2 separate regions of the Mus musculus genome follow, and region 2 is linked to region 1. A link is a contact called in public HiChIP or PLAC-seq data. All regions are on one chromosome and are shown on one strand. Each heading gives the region's core, a stretch centred on a gene start, on an enhancer-like site or on the middle of the called end of the contact. The rest is flanking DNA. Distances are from core to core; before and after follow the strand shown.

Region 1 (7,701 bases), core at 3,188-5,687:
TCAGGCCCGCTTTGCCATAGAAGCTTGGATGTTTTCGTTGAGCACTGGCCAGCAGAGTGGAGGGGCATACCATAAATTTGGAAAAATAAATAAATGCTTCAGAACTTCCACTTGAAAACCACAGCTAAAAATGAAATCAAACCTGACCCACCCCTTTCCCTTTAAATTGTGGGAACAGACTCTCAGCCTCGACTTTTAAGCCCACAGTAAACTTCACATCAGCACCTCGGAGATCAACTTGTAGCCTCGTGGAGAGAAGCTTTGACTCACATAGCAAGGTTTGGACGGACAACCTGAACCAGAAAGGACCATCTCCTCTGGCCCTATGTTCCTTAATAAACATGTGCACTTAGAAAAATAAAGAGGGAAGAAAAATTGGTTTATGGACAGAGAAAGGATAATTCACTCCAAACAGCTCCTTTGATGAATGTGAACAAAAGAATAAAATTTGTCACCCACGTAATATGACCATCAATATTTTGTCCGCTACATTCTTTCCAATTTAAAAACAGTTCAATATCCCTTTTACCTTCAAGTAGCAGCACTTAATAAACAGTGATGGATGGCTTTTATTTTTGTTTGCATTTCAGCCTTTCCATGCGCCTGTTACAAGGGGACCATTTTGCTTGGGGGAAATGTAGATCTCCTGTCTTTCTTGGAATGGCGTGTATCCCTCAAGGAAAGACGGCCATATTTAATTCATAACCCCCATCGGCTACGCAAACATACAACTTCCCATCAATTAGGCAACACAGAGATGCTGTTGAAAATCAATGAGCTTATTATTAAATATATTTTTTTCATGTAGCAATAATAGTTATTGCGCTGCTGTTATTACTGCCGTGTCAGCTGCTGAGGCGGCTTTCAGAGTGTTTGATTGGCTTTGATCTGGCTGGGAAGTTCTGTGAAAGGCAGAGTGCAGCTGCCCCGACTGCCTTCTGCCATATTTAGAAGCCACTAAGAGAAACGGGGACAGGCTTGCTATAGTGAAACAGATCCCAGATTGGAGGTAGATGGTGGGTTCTAGTCTCAGCTCTGCCTCTAGCTAGCTCTGGGTCATTAGGTAAGTTTCTTCTCCATTCTGGACCTAGGTTTCCCCATTTATTTAAAAAAGAAAAAAAAAAAAAAAACAAGAGAGAGAGAGAAAAAAGACAGGGTTACCATACATGACCATTAAAGGCTCTCTGTCTCTAATTTTATGATCCTGTAAAAACTTTTGCTTCACCAGCAAAGGAAACAGGTAGAACCAAATGCAATTCAGTCACTCTCCGTTGTCCCTTTCCAAGACTGCGTTTTTCAGAAGGGTGGGGTAGGGTGGGGGATGATGGGGGAGGTAGCCAAGCTAGAGAACACCACGAAATCTGGAGCAGACATTAAACGGATCCAAAAACCAAAATATGCCCATATTTGTGTTTGCATCCTCCTCGTGTGTTTATTAAAAATAATTTTGCTATTTTGACACATGCCACTACCGCGGGAGCCTCCTGCCTATAAACAGAGATGTTAAAGCTGTGCCAGCGCATGCGAAGGTTAAAAACAACATCGCAGTGATTCTGGCAACTACATCACATCGTGCACGCGCTGTCTGGCCGCAGCTGATCTGAACTGAGTCCCCCGTAATTACAGGAGAAGGTGGAACAGGTTTGCTGCTAATTGGAAAATTCTGCAAATGGCAGCACTGAAGTAAATTGACAGTCGTTAGAATATTATCAGAATGAGGGTACTGATTAGTGAGAGCTCAGATGCGGTTTTTTTTTTTTTTAACTGCCGGAATCTACTGGCAAATTGATAATAAAAGCTGAACTTAATAATAACAGCTGTTATTTGACCCGGTAATATTTTTTTTAATCTGTTGCTGTTCCCAGACCAATAACACATAAAGAAGGCCTGTATCCACTGTTGCAAAATTATTTTGAATCCCCAAAAGATAGATTCTGACTCAGGAAAGGCAGTCTGCTTAAAGGGACAGTTATCAACATGCATGGATGCAAGGGTGGCCCCCCCTCATTAAACAACAACAATAACAAAAACCTGAGAGCTATTTCATCCTCTGCCTTCCAACAGGTCCTGGTTTGCATGTTGGAGGACCACCACATCCCATTTGGAACTAGATCTGGATCCTATTTTCAGTTTGGGCTAAAAGCTGTGACTGGCGAAAATGTCAACGTTAACTTATTTTTCATTTTAAATTGACAGGGAGGAACGTAGGATGTCGTTAGAATTGTGTCTTTTATCAGCACGGAGATGCTAGTACTCGCTGCTTTCCATCACTGTGGCAGAAAAATACAGATGGGAAGGGACCGGGAAGGGACATATTAATTAGAAGCGCGCCGTGTATCTATAGAGAAGGGACTCTGGCTTCCCTGTGCAGTCTGCTGCGCTATAAGGGAATCCCTGAATGCGCCCACTGGGCTTCTATTCCAGAACCCTCCTATCTACTACAGAGGGAGTCGAAGTTGGGACAATCTCTCTGGCTCTAAAGCAATATGACCGAGGATCTCTGAGAGCATGCACAGCCACCAGCCCCAGAACCCTGTGTCCAGGATTTGTCTTAAAGGAGCTTTTCCTATGCGGAAAGCTCTCCCTGCCATGCGATGTTCTTTGTAGTACTGCCTACAAAGGACAAAATAGTAGAAACTATATTTGTCCCAAAGATGACAGTTACTCAGTGATGTCATAAGAGGGTATCCGATGACACCAAAAGGCAGATGTGCTAAGAAGTAAACAGATTAAAGGGCGAGAATGTAAAATCACCACACTATTTTTTTTTTGTTTTTGTTTTTGAAAGAGAAAGGGAAGACAGGAAGAGTGGTAACTCTGAAGGGTTACCACTCTGATTGGGCGGTGGTTTACTGGGGCCATTTCCTTCTCATTTTGTACTTTTTGTTCATATTTTCTAAACTGTGTGAAATGAGTATGCTACACATAAGTTACTTTTAGAAACAAAAATCTATACAGTGTTTCCATTGCTTTAAGTGAAACATTTAAACTGTGGAGATGTGAGTCCGATCTTCTGAAGACTTCCACTTGAAGTCCTGCTGCCTTGTAGAATGTAGGGGAAAGACCAGATAGCTGAATGCCAATATTAACACACTAGGTGAAAACCAGCCTACGAATTAAAGTTTATATACACACCACACTTAGACACACATAATCTCCATCATATACACAGATACACCCATACACTATCCACTTAGACACAGATAACCCCTTACACACACACACACACACACACACACACACACACACCCACCTTCTTTTAGATTTCTGTTCTTTGAAAACACTCCCCTAGAGAGACTTTTCTTTTGTGGCTTTGGACTTCATACTCTGATAATGTTGCCATTTTCTTTTGCCTTGATTATGGTAACCCAGAACCTCATTTATTCTGATTCAGCCCAAGAGGAAATCACTGTAGCTTTTCAATTTTGCCATCTATCAGCAGGGTCTGGAACTACGACCCACAGCCTGGCAAAATACGTTCCACCCCCACAGTCCAAGTCAAGTTCAATGCTCACTCCATGCAGTCACAGTGCACAGGGCCCAGCCAGTGCTGCACATTTAACTGAAGCAACAAAATGTTAGTGGCCAGAGCTTGTGCGACACTCCCTATACTTGAATGTCTGCCAAGAAGTTGATCTAAGCTGCAACATTTTAGAACTGGCCTTGGAGCAAACATGCATTTGCTAGAGCAATGACGGATGCTTTGCACGTCCCATCAGGTCTGGAGATATATATATATATATATATATATATATATATATATATATATATATATCCATCCTATGGTTCCATTGCCAAAATTCCATAGTTAAGTCCCTGAAGCAGAGCATGGCCAGAATTTGTCCGACCAGGTTTCACTCTGGGGCTGTAAACTGCCACACTTGCTGCTTAGTGGGAGGACAAAGCCCACCCCACTGGCCTCTGCCACAGGACCAAGTGACTTTCAAGCTGTTTCTTGCCAGGAGTGTGGGTGGGCAGCAGGCAGGATCCCAGCGCAACAAACTAGATGCAATTGACTGTAACCCAGAATTTTTTTTTAATGGCTGTTTTGGATGGTGGTACTCAGCAACCCCCAACCCCCATCCTTCATTTCTCCTAACAGTTATACATCAGGAAAACAAAGCAAGGAGCAGAGGGAGGTGGGGTGTCGCTGAAGCTAGTTTGTGCCAAATACAGTTAAGGGTGGAGAGGGAGGTGGGATTGGAAAGGGGGGAAAAATCAAGTCACTTTCAATCATGTGTCACACCTTTAAATAGTGGTTAAATCTCTGCGTTGTGCAGCTCATCCTTTTACAACACGGGGCTCCCTTAGAGAATTTCCCTGTTTACACTGGGAATTCCTCCAGGGCCGCATCAATAAAGCTGAACAGATGTCAGGGTGGAATGCCAGCGGCGATGGCTGTTGTCAGGGGTACTGGGGAGGCAGTCACAGAACAATGAGAGACCGCGTCTGCTACACAAAGCCCTCGCGCGTGGGTCAGGTTCTGCCACTGTGTAGAGATTCCACCCTACCCTTTGTCTGGGCACATTGCCTTTCTTGTTTCTCGATGACAAGGGTTGACACATGTCACCCGGCCCTATCAGGAGTGTTATTTGTTTGCCACTTGCGTATGCGCCACTGTTTCTGACCTCCCTGCTTCCCCCACTGGATGCACAAAGCGGAGCTGAGATTCTCTAGCCCAGCCCCAATCTACAATTTCATTATGCACTTTGAGTGGGAAGTGGGATGTAGATGTCCTTCTTTTTAATTAAAAACATGATTGATGAGACTTAACTGACAGTAGGAAATGCAATTTAAATATTCCTTAAAGAGGCACTAACCCTGTTTGCGTGGCGAACCTTGGCGTCCCCTCCCAAAGTTGCAACCAGCGGGGAGAAAGGAGATTAAAACAAAAAGCCTTGTTCAAGTCCCGTTTGGAGGCTGCGGAAGACTGGTAATGTTAGACGGCCACTGCAGCCCTGTAACCAGAAACTTCTCGCCGTTAGGAGCAGTGTGAGGTGTTACACAGAATGGGATTGCTGGGGGGGGGGGGGGGGTAGAGGGGGCGGTGAGCCGCGTCTCTCGTGAAAACTGGAGAATATGCTATGAAACTGCGACCGGGCCACACCAGCACATTCACTACATTTTTTTAAAATGCCAATCTGTTTCTACAAGACCTCAGACCCAAACTTTCCATTTCCCCAGATCTGCAAAAAAAAAAAAAAGTGGTTTCCTGCCCTTTCAGGGTCGTGTGGCTGAGTTTTTCTGGCCTTGGGTTCTTCAAACTGTCATTTTAAAATAAGCTTTAAAAGAACGTCCTTAGCCCTTGAACAGGACACGGCCTGTACTTATACGGAAGGAAGAGAACATTTACCACTTTTTTTTCCCTAAAAGACCCACTCAGATTCACTAATCTGACAGCTAAGTTATTAGAGAAAATTCTTCAAACAACAGGACACAGTAACCTAAAAGTCTAGAGGAACCCCAAATCACATAGGCAGGGCCTGGGATAAGCGTGCTGAATAACGGGGTCTTCCTGCATCTAGAAATAATGAGTGAGGCTGAACGTTCCAAAATCCACAGCAGTATCAGTTTAAGGTTTATCTTTAAAGTGGGTCCTTCTCTTTCTCAGCCTCCAGCGATTCTCCTGGGGTGTGTTTTGTTGCTGTTCTTTGGAGAAACATTTCATATTGCTTACCATGAATGTATTTATTTTCTGAGACATGTCGGCCTAGAATTTTAAAAGCGTGAGAACTGTATGTCTAAGGAGAGCCTGATCTATCTCCGAAGCTTTGGTGCAGCACACACTTCCTATGTGTTTTGTACCTTAAGATTTTATCCTAACATTTCAAAAACCCTTTACGAGGAGCAGTAGATGCCATGAAACACCCATCCCTGCCCACTTAATGCCTAATTAAGGGCTAACAACAAGAAAAAGGTTTTCCTGAAATTTTTGCATTAGAGGAAAAGGGCTACAATTTTGGGGGGTAAGTATTTAACTAGCAAAGGTTAATTAGAATTGTAGCAACGGAATGTAAAAATAACAGATTCTGGTCAATCGATTAATGAGATGTCAGAAGGTATGAGAATTCACCTTTGGGAGAAATGTATAAAAAAATTTTTTGCAAAGCTTTAAAACCTTGCCTTTTATTTAGGTATTAACACAGGCAAAGGCTGTAGATGTTTCTCTGTCGATAATAATGCATAGAAAACTAATGTCCCCAAGTCAGCCGCAAGCAATACCAAAGTGTTACCTGACGTTTCTACCACCTGAAAACTCTTCATTCAGTCCCCCAAAGGTGAACCAAGTTTCCACAAGAAGCCAAGCCTTTAGTAGCTCTGCATCCTCCTGTGTCCACTGCATCACACACTCAGATTAACTTAAAGGACAACTCATTGCAAAAAATCTGGAATTTAAGCAATTGAAACGGAATGTTTTAAAAAGCCCATTCTGGAAGTATTACAGGTCGAGTCATCTATCCTGTATGAATTATGGGATGGATTGGAGTGACAGGTCCAGAGAAAGCACCTCAGACATTTTTCCTTCCTCAATTGCCTCCAATGGCAAGCAGTCAGATCTTCCTATTGGTGGCATCGATGCTCTTTGTGACAATAAACCACAGTACATTGTGTTTATATATGTCCTTCAGGCATGTCACAACAGTTTGGCATTCTGAGTGCCTCTACCACTGTGTACATTAAATAGTCACGTAGTTACATTAAACAGTAGGGAGTTCACACTTCATAAGTACTCCATGTTTTAAAACAGATGTGGGCTGTCTGTTGTCAGACGCCAGCAGAAGAGCTTGGACGAATCTTGGTGGGAATGCAGACTCTCAGCGACCGGGGGATCCCCAATTTTACCATACAGCTTCCCCTGTACCCTGATACTAGAGGATGGGTTGGAGGGGAGAGGAAAGGAAGAGAGAAAATGGAGCTGAGGTGGTAGGAAGCCACAACTTTTATGTCTTATAGTGGGGAGATCTGAGAAAAGGGATTCAGAATTCGGAATAGTTTGTGGCAAGGAATATTTTGAGCGGGGTGGGCTTGCCGGGGTATCGTGGGATTTACTGACAGGAGAATTTTTGACAGTTGATGGACAGATGAATTCCGTCATGGAAGCGTTAGTCGAAAGCGGCAAGGCCAGATGGAAACTCACAGCTTGTCTTTAATATTAATTTTCCTTTTTTTTTTCAAGAGATCAGAATTCCCTAATTCCCTAAAATGTTTCAATGCATCTTGAGGTATTAGCTCCCACCGCTTTCCCCTCCCACTCTTAGCCAGGGTGTTCCTTTGTGCTTGTGTTGGTTTTTTTTTTTTTTTTTCCTCCTTTACTTTGAAAAAAATAAAAAGCCTAGTTTTCTCTTCTCCTTCCTTGTGGGTTTTTTTTTTTTTTTTTTTTTTTTGGCTCTACTTATACAGTTGTTAAAATTCATCCTTCATTGACAGCAAATACAGATGATACGTACCCAATCTCATAAGTACTAAATTGAAATATGAGAAACACTCCATCTTTAACAGTTGGTGACTTGGAGCTGTGGCTGGTCATTGGTGGGGACGATGATAAGATCTGATTTGTGGCTGAGGGGAAGCCATCCAAGCCTGTTCTTGCAGAAGGATGGGAAGAACCATCGTCCCAACCATAAGACAAAGTCATCTGCTCTCCTCAGTGAGGGGTCAGTGAGGACCTGACCATAGCAGGCTAAGACCCAAAGACCAAGG
Region 2 (7,209 bases), core at 258-2,757, 210 kb before region 1:
ACCTCATAGCTCTGTTTTATTGTCATAATGAGATCCTTGATGTCACTATGATGTCTGTCTGTCCTCAAACCCATGCAAGAGGGAAGGAGTGTGATGATGTGGTTGGTGTCTGGGGACCGGAAACTCTGTCCACCATTCTCTCAGCTCCAATGGTTGGTGTAAATTACCCGCTGAGCTGTTTGTAAATCAGTTTTTGCTGTATAAAAACAAAGTCTCCAGGTTCCTAGAAGGAAGGGTTGGGGGCTGCTTGGTAAGGGAGCAAGCTAGCAGATCTGCATTGAGCCCTCAGGCAAGGAACGTGACCTTCACCAACAGAACAGCTCAAAAGGACAAGATTCTGAAGCCCTGTTTGTTAGGATGTTGACTCCTTGGTCCTTTTTGCCTCCAAAGGTGGTGACCTCAGGAGCTGGGCAAGAATTAAAGGAGAGAGGAGATGGTTTCCTGAAGGGAATTGAGCCAGGATTGTCTTCAGATCCAAGGGGGAGAGTTAATTGGAGACAAAGCCTTTCAGGATCCTACTTTAGACTGTTCACTCTCACACACAAATCCTGTTTCCTACCGTACATGCAAATGTACATTAAGAGTAGTAGACCCAGGACTCAAGTCTGCAGTCAGTTAGATGTGGTTTGAATTCTAGCTGGGCCATTTATCAGTCATGCCACTGAAGGCATGTTATTCTCTATGAGACTTGGTTTCTTTACATGTAAAATGGGGATAAAACCCCTGGGCTACTACTGTAGATAATTAATATGATTGGGCCACTGCACTTAGCATAGCGTCTGATATGTAGTAGAGTTTATATCACTTTATATTACCTTATATCCTTTTGTCTCTCTGCTCTCTGTTCTCTTTCTTTTTACTTCACAAATTTAATGCATCAGAACTCAGGAGAAAGAATAGGATCGCAGGCAACCACACACCCACAAGACAGCCTCCTTGAGTAATGAGACAGAGACTCGGGAGACGTGGGGATGCGCACCTCCTGAATGGGACCAGTTGGTTCCGCAGGAGTCCCTGAGGCTTGTCTGCGGTATCACTAAACTCCAAATCAGATGGAAACCTTCATGAACGTGAGAAAGGACTTAAACATAGGAAAAAGACATTCAAAACAAGCAAACTGCTCCTGCCTCTTTGCCGCCTCTATGACAGGAGGCATGGAATAGGGACAGAGTTAGTCACTGGCTAAATAATGCTGACAGCCCAAGGGCTGTTGGTACCCAAGGTTTCCATCATCAAAGGCCACAGGGCAATCATTCACCACAGTCTGAAGGAAGGAAAAGGTTATGAATAACCCAGTTACCCTCTTATGAAGGGGCTCCTTTTCACATTCACACCCCCAAAAGCCAGGACTCTGCTGGGGATCCTTTCTGCATGGCTGGTGCCTCTCTGCTGCCCTGGGCAGGCTAGGGAGCCATTGCAAAGCACTTGACATTGCTCTGTCTCTGTCTTTTCATCCTCTGTCCACCTCCCACCCCCACATCCCCCTAACCCTCCCTCCTTTGTGCAAATCTGTTTTCACCACAGGAGCACATGCTGCCTCCTCAAGCTACAATGCTACTTGCTAATTCAACGATTCATCTTTAATGAGGCCCCCTGCCAATGTTTAAACAGCATTCAGAACAAAGAGGAGGCAATATTTCCCCAACAGCTGCTATGACCGCATCCTCTCCAGAATATCAAGGAAAAAAAAATCCACAGAGATTTCATAATGGGGAAAAAAATCACGTGACGATTGTACGTTGAGATAGTAGATATACATTATACCTATACCTTTCTAGGTGGATATAAATAGAGACAAAGTATTACCCTTTGGGGTACAGGGAGTTTTAAGGCAAAAAAAAAAGTTCTGTTGGCTTCAGACAGTGCCACGTTAGGGAGTTTTGGGGTTTTGGTTGGTTGGTTGATTGGTTTGGTTCTTTTTCAGAGTTGTTTGGGTGGGAAGCATAGGTGCTAGAGGGAAGGGCATGGTCAGGAGTCAGAGAAAGGTCTGCCACTAGCTTCATCGTGTCCTGCCTCTGCTCTTTGTGGTGCCCCCTGCTGAAGAAACGTCAGTGCAATGCATTTATTATTGACACATTAGAAAAGGGCAGCCAACACCTTTGTTGTTGTTGTTTTGGGGTTTTGTTTGTTTGTTTGTTTTTCGAGACAGGGTTTCTCTGTGTAGCCCTGGCTGTCCTGGAACTCACTCTGTAGACCAGGCTGGCCTTGAACTCAGGGCAACCAACTCTTGTTCAAATTCAGACTTATCTGACACCAAAAGGGGTTTGCTGAATCTTTAGGGTCTGGGCTGCGTTTGGGGAGGGCTGCCACCAACCTCTAGCCAGTGAGAGCCCGTTATATCACACATTAGAAATTTCAGCCAATGAGATGCATTCCCACCAGCTGCCCCAACCTTACTCCTCAGAGTCCCACGGCAGGGTAGTTCTACCAGTGAGACCATGAGACTTATGTGTCTTATAGAATAGGGACTTCATAAAAGGACACATGTTTGTCTTTTTATCATTTTTTTTAAATGATTCAAACTAACAAAGAATAGAAAACCCACCCCTCACAGGACGACTAGAAATAAGGAATATGTTTTAGTAAGCTAGTGACCTCTAACCCATATAAAAAGTGGAATCAACTATCAACTAAAAATTACCCAAGTGATGCTCCTTTGAAATGCTGATAAAAGTGTACCCTGGAAAGATTGCAGCAAGAAAAAATAAATAGTTTGAGGCCTGAGCTCAGAGAAAGAATGCAAAGAAACCTCTGAATTATTAAGGAGAGATGGTATGTGTGTGTGTGTGTGTGTGTGTGTGTGTGTGTGTGTGTGTGTGTAAGAAGGGAAGGGATAGAGAAGCCGGGCTCTTGTGTATTCAACAGGCTGCTTAGTCTCCCGTTTGGCATTACCTATTTCCGAGTTGATTTCCTCTATCAGCAGTGAGAACGTTGTTGATGTAAGTGTGAACAGGTCTTTGCTTTCCGTGGTCCTATTTTTGTCAGAAAGCATCTGTAAATGTCTACAAAATAGAGCCAGGAAGCATAGAGATAGTGATTGTGGAATTTGTGTAAAGGGGTCAGATCATTGCCGCATGCTATTTTACACTTTTAATTTTATTCAATTAATATCTTCTACAATTTATTTTCAGTTAGAAATGTTTTCTTATTTTATGATTTTGAATATTTTGCTGTCATGTCCTTTTGTATACCGCATGCACACCTAGTACCAGAGAAGCCCAGAAGAGGGCGCCAGATCCTGTGGGACTGGAGTTACAGCTGGTGGTGAGTTGGTTGCCTTCTGAGTGCTGGGACTCAAACCAAGGTCCTTTAGAGGAGCAACCGTCTTCTTAGTTGCTGAGCCATCTCTTCAGCCTCACAAATTAGCGTTTTTATGTCAGCATGCAGGTTAATGTATTTCATTGTGGCATTTTCAAAGACGCAGGGCTCATGCTTCGTGGTTTCAGCACTAGATGCAGTCCTATTGAACTAGGTGTTCCGGGATAATTCTGCCATGGTGGTTTTTGTTGTCTGTTTGTTTGGTTTTGCTTTTATTAAGTCTCAAATCACTTTTTTTGAATATTTTTAATTATGTACTATGACTTCAACCTTTTTAGAAGTAGAGGCAGAAGCAGGCAGAGCTCTGTGAGTTTGAGACTGGCTTAGTCTATATAGTTCCAGGCCAGCCAGAGCTATAAATTGAGACTCTATATTGAAACAAACAAACAAACAAACAAAAAAACCCAGCAAGTTTTGTGACCATGTTTAATCAGCAGACTACACATTATGGTTGAAACCATTTCATTCACTATCAATGGGTGCTTGTCATTCTCTTATAAATGGCATTATTTCTTCTGGAATGCTGGGGTGGAGTGGAATGCAAGCTAGAGATAGATTAGTTGGGGGGGAGGGGGAGGAATCTGGAAAGAATTAGGCTCTGGAGTGCTCACCTTCTAGAAGAAGCCCCTTGTGAGTCCTGGGACATGATCTGTCTTTCTAATGGATCTGATTGATCTAGTCATACTACCTAAGTTACGCCCCTAACTGACAAGGTGAAGGTGGAGCCAGTGTGGAGAAGGGTCTGCCTAGAGCAGTGGTTCTCAACCTTCCTAATGCTGCAATCCTTTAATTCAGTTTCTCATGCTGTGGTAAGCCCCAACTATAAAATTATTTTCATTCCTACTTCATAACTGTAATTTTGCTGCTGTTATGAATCACAACATAAATGTCTGATATGCACGATATCTGATACGCGACCCCCAAAGGGGGTTTCAACCCACAAGTGAGAACTGCTGGATCAGAGAATCTGGGCTAGGAATGTTGGGCTGGGAAATCTTTCTCAAAGGAGTTATTGCTTACTTGATATGAGGCAGAAAAGGTCATATGTTGGCTGGTTCACGTTCTAGGCAATGAAAAGAAGAAACACATTCCTGGCAGAGGAGATCAAGCATCTGACTGCCGGTGGGTGGCACACTTAGGGAACAGCAAACCATCCATTATGATAGGGGATGAAGAAGTGACATGAGACTCTGGCAGGGGTATGAGGTCTAGAGTTTGAAACCATGGAGAAACTCTGAAGGATCTTAGAGGTGAATGGTGGCCAGTCAAGTCTAAGGAAGCAAATGAGACAGGGTAGTAAGCAGGCAATGAAAAAGGAGCAATATTTAGTATATAACCAGCTATACTGACTGCTTCCTTGACAATCGTGTCTTAGGGTTTTACTTCTGTGAACAGATACCATGACCGAGGCGAGTCTCATAAAGGACAGCATTTAATTGGGGCTGGCTTACAGGTTCAGTGGTTCAGTCCAGTATCATCAAGGTGGGAGCATGGCAACATCCAGGCAGGCATGGTACAGGAGGAGCTGAGAGTTCTACATCTTCACCTGAAGGCTGCTAGGGGAAGACTGACTTCCAGGCAGCTAGGATGAGGGTCTCAAAGTCCACACCCACAGTGACACACTTACTCCAACAAAGCCACACCTCCTAGTAGTGCCACTCCCTGGCCAGAGCATATATACAAACCATCACACATCGAAAAATTAATTTTCTTCTTACAAGCCTTAAAACTAGATATTGTAGCTGAATAAAGAAAGACCTGTCAAGTTGCTAAGGGAATAATATACAGTAGAGAGAACTGGAGCCTGAGACCAGAGCAGGAGCAGAGTATGGAGATGAGGTGCCGTGAGAGACGAGTAAGGTTGTGACTGGAGCCAGGAACAGGTGGGCTCAATAGGATGTGGAGAGGGGAAGGAGCAAGACCAGGGAGGGTGTGAAAAAAAAAGTCTCAGCAACAGGGCCAAGTAAGCAGAGGCATTGTATAGAAAGGGCCAATGGAATCTGAGTAGCAATGGTACACATGGAGTCAGTCCCGTTAGGTAGGTGTCTCAGAAATGGGAGACTGACAGAAATGTAATGAACGGGTCACGTGACCTTTCCAATGTCCTTTTCCACTGATGGTAGGAGCATAGGCTCAATTAGAAGGGTCAAGAATAGTAAAAGGAAGGTAAGAATGGGACTGGGCACATGCGTGCTGTGGTCTTGTTTCCAGGAAGTTTTATGGTGAAGATAGCAAAGCTTGTAAGGAATGTTAGGGATCTGGCTGGTGGGAGAGAAGTGGGGGACCTTAAGTTTGGAGCAGAGGTCCTCTGAAGGCTGGCAGACTTGAGCATGCTAAGTTGAAATTGAAAGAATGGAGGAGAGAAGAGGAGGAAAGGCTCTAACTACTAAGGAGACGAGATGAAAAGCCTTATTAGCCAGGCATGGTGGCTTACAACTGCAACCCCAGCCCTTGCTGAGGCAGAGGCAAGGGGAATCACTGCAAGTAAGAGGCCAGCTTGGTCTGCATAGCATGACACTATCTCAAAAGGGAAAACAACCAGAAGCAAATACTCTGTCATAAAAATCACTTCTTGTAAAGAACACTACAGTGAATGGTGCTCTGAAGTCCGGTGTCCCACAGGAGGGTGGTCAGGACAGCATCACTATCCTAAAGTAGACTCGCCTGGGCCTCAGATGTGTCAGACACCTTTATGGAGGATGAGAGAGCTGGAATAGGGACCTCAGGGTGCCTAAACTGGCTTGGTTTTTAGGTTCTGTTTTTGTTTTATTCTTTGCCTTGTACCTGTGAGATAAGATTTGAAAGAGTAGCTTTTTTTTTTTTTTTTTTTTTTTTTTTTTTTAAGGAGCAATACATTCATTGATTCAAATTATCCACTGCAGCAAAACTGTGAGGTTGGTACAAAAGGTGTTCTCCTCATCTTTTCACTCAGAGATGTGGAGTGGCTTCTATCTCAGAACCTCCCACCCCTATACCCCATCTCCTCACCCAGAGCCCTTACCCGTACGCCTCGTTGCTGTCAGTGCTCCATCCTCCTTCCCAAGTGCACAAGAAGAAAGCTCGGACGGTCTGTCCTTCTCCTATGACTCTGGGTCTCCTGTCACCAGAACACAAATGACCTGTGACTTGCTTTGAACAGTGTGGTGTGAGCTGCTATACAGTCCCCATGATCTTTAACATGGGCAATCTTGGAAGCCATTGGATGGAAGCCGCTGGCTTTATCGACAGCACAAGGCAAGCTGCCTCAAAAGTCCCCTAAACCTGGAATAGATCACTTATAGGTGAGAAATAAACTTAGCTGCTCAATATGAGGCGTCTATTGCAGCAACATAGTCTAATCTAGAGAGCTGAAGACCAAAGAAATTGTCCGACCTGGAAAAATAAAGTCCCACCGTCTCATAGATAGCCTGTCCAACAGAGGCAGGTACCTTCCCAGAACAATTAAGGAAGAAACATCACCAGGTCCCTCCAGTAGTTAAAATGCCACCAGGACATTTGTTAAGGCTATATTGGACGGTGAGTTTTTATTACGAGGTTCATTTGTGGGCTTGAGGAGAAATTGTTTTCACAGATGTTCAGGGTGTGTTAGGAGGAAGTGGCCTTTTACAGGGGTTCAGGTTGATGGCGTCTCTGGGGATCCCTCTGAATACACGCACAGAGGAAGTAGGGAGGGGTCTGAGCGGGCAGCAAAGGACACAGTGGAGCTTGAGGAAGAACATGGAAGGGGAGGCAGCTGAGGGGCTAGAATAGAACAAGATTTGGAGTCCCAGACAGAGACTTGGGTTTGAGGGCTGTTGCTGCTGCTCAAGTTCCTGGTCATTTAGCCCCTGAGTTTCAGCCTGGATGCTGCCAAGAAGGGAAGAGCAATATTGACTTTGTGGATCTGTAGTG

What was found. HiChIP or PLAC-seq counts read pairs in DNA pulled down with a chosen protein or histone mark.
Region 2: a contact with region 1 is called in an H3K4me3 HiChIP or PLAC-seq map of embryonic basal ganglia, with 2.5 times the contacts expected there. The contact joins two enhancer-like sites. A contact is called at or near these places in 1 of 484 Hi-C or Micro-C datasets (nephron progenitors) and 4 of 115 datasets of contacts at active chromatin or transcription factors (embryonic basal ganglia, embryonic hindbrain, embryonic stem cells and 1 more).

What each region holds. Positions count from the first base shown.
Region 1 is chr14:67,341,622-67,349,322 of GRCm38.p6, reverse strand. The region is part of intron 6 of Ebf2 (early B cell factor 2); the gene reads right to left. All of the region lies in intron 5 of 4930438E09Rik (RIKEN cDNA 4930438E09 gene), which reads left to right. Among named protein-coding and RNA genes, the nearest start is that of Gm6878, 31 kb to the right of the region's middle. Within about 2 kb of position 4,437, at least 74 of the 459 cell types and tissues checked have an H3K27ac peak or open chromatin away from gene starts, as enhancers often do.
Region 2 is chr14:67,544,964-67,552,172 of GRCm38.p6, reverse strand. No RefSeq gene overlaps it. Among named protein-coding and RNA genes, the nearest start is that of Gm24981, 18 kb to the left of the region's middle. Within about 2 kb of position 1,507, at least 10 of the 459 cell types and tissues checked have an H3K27ac peak or open chromatin away from gene starts, as enhancers often do.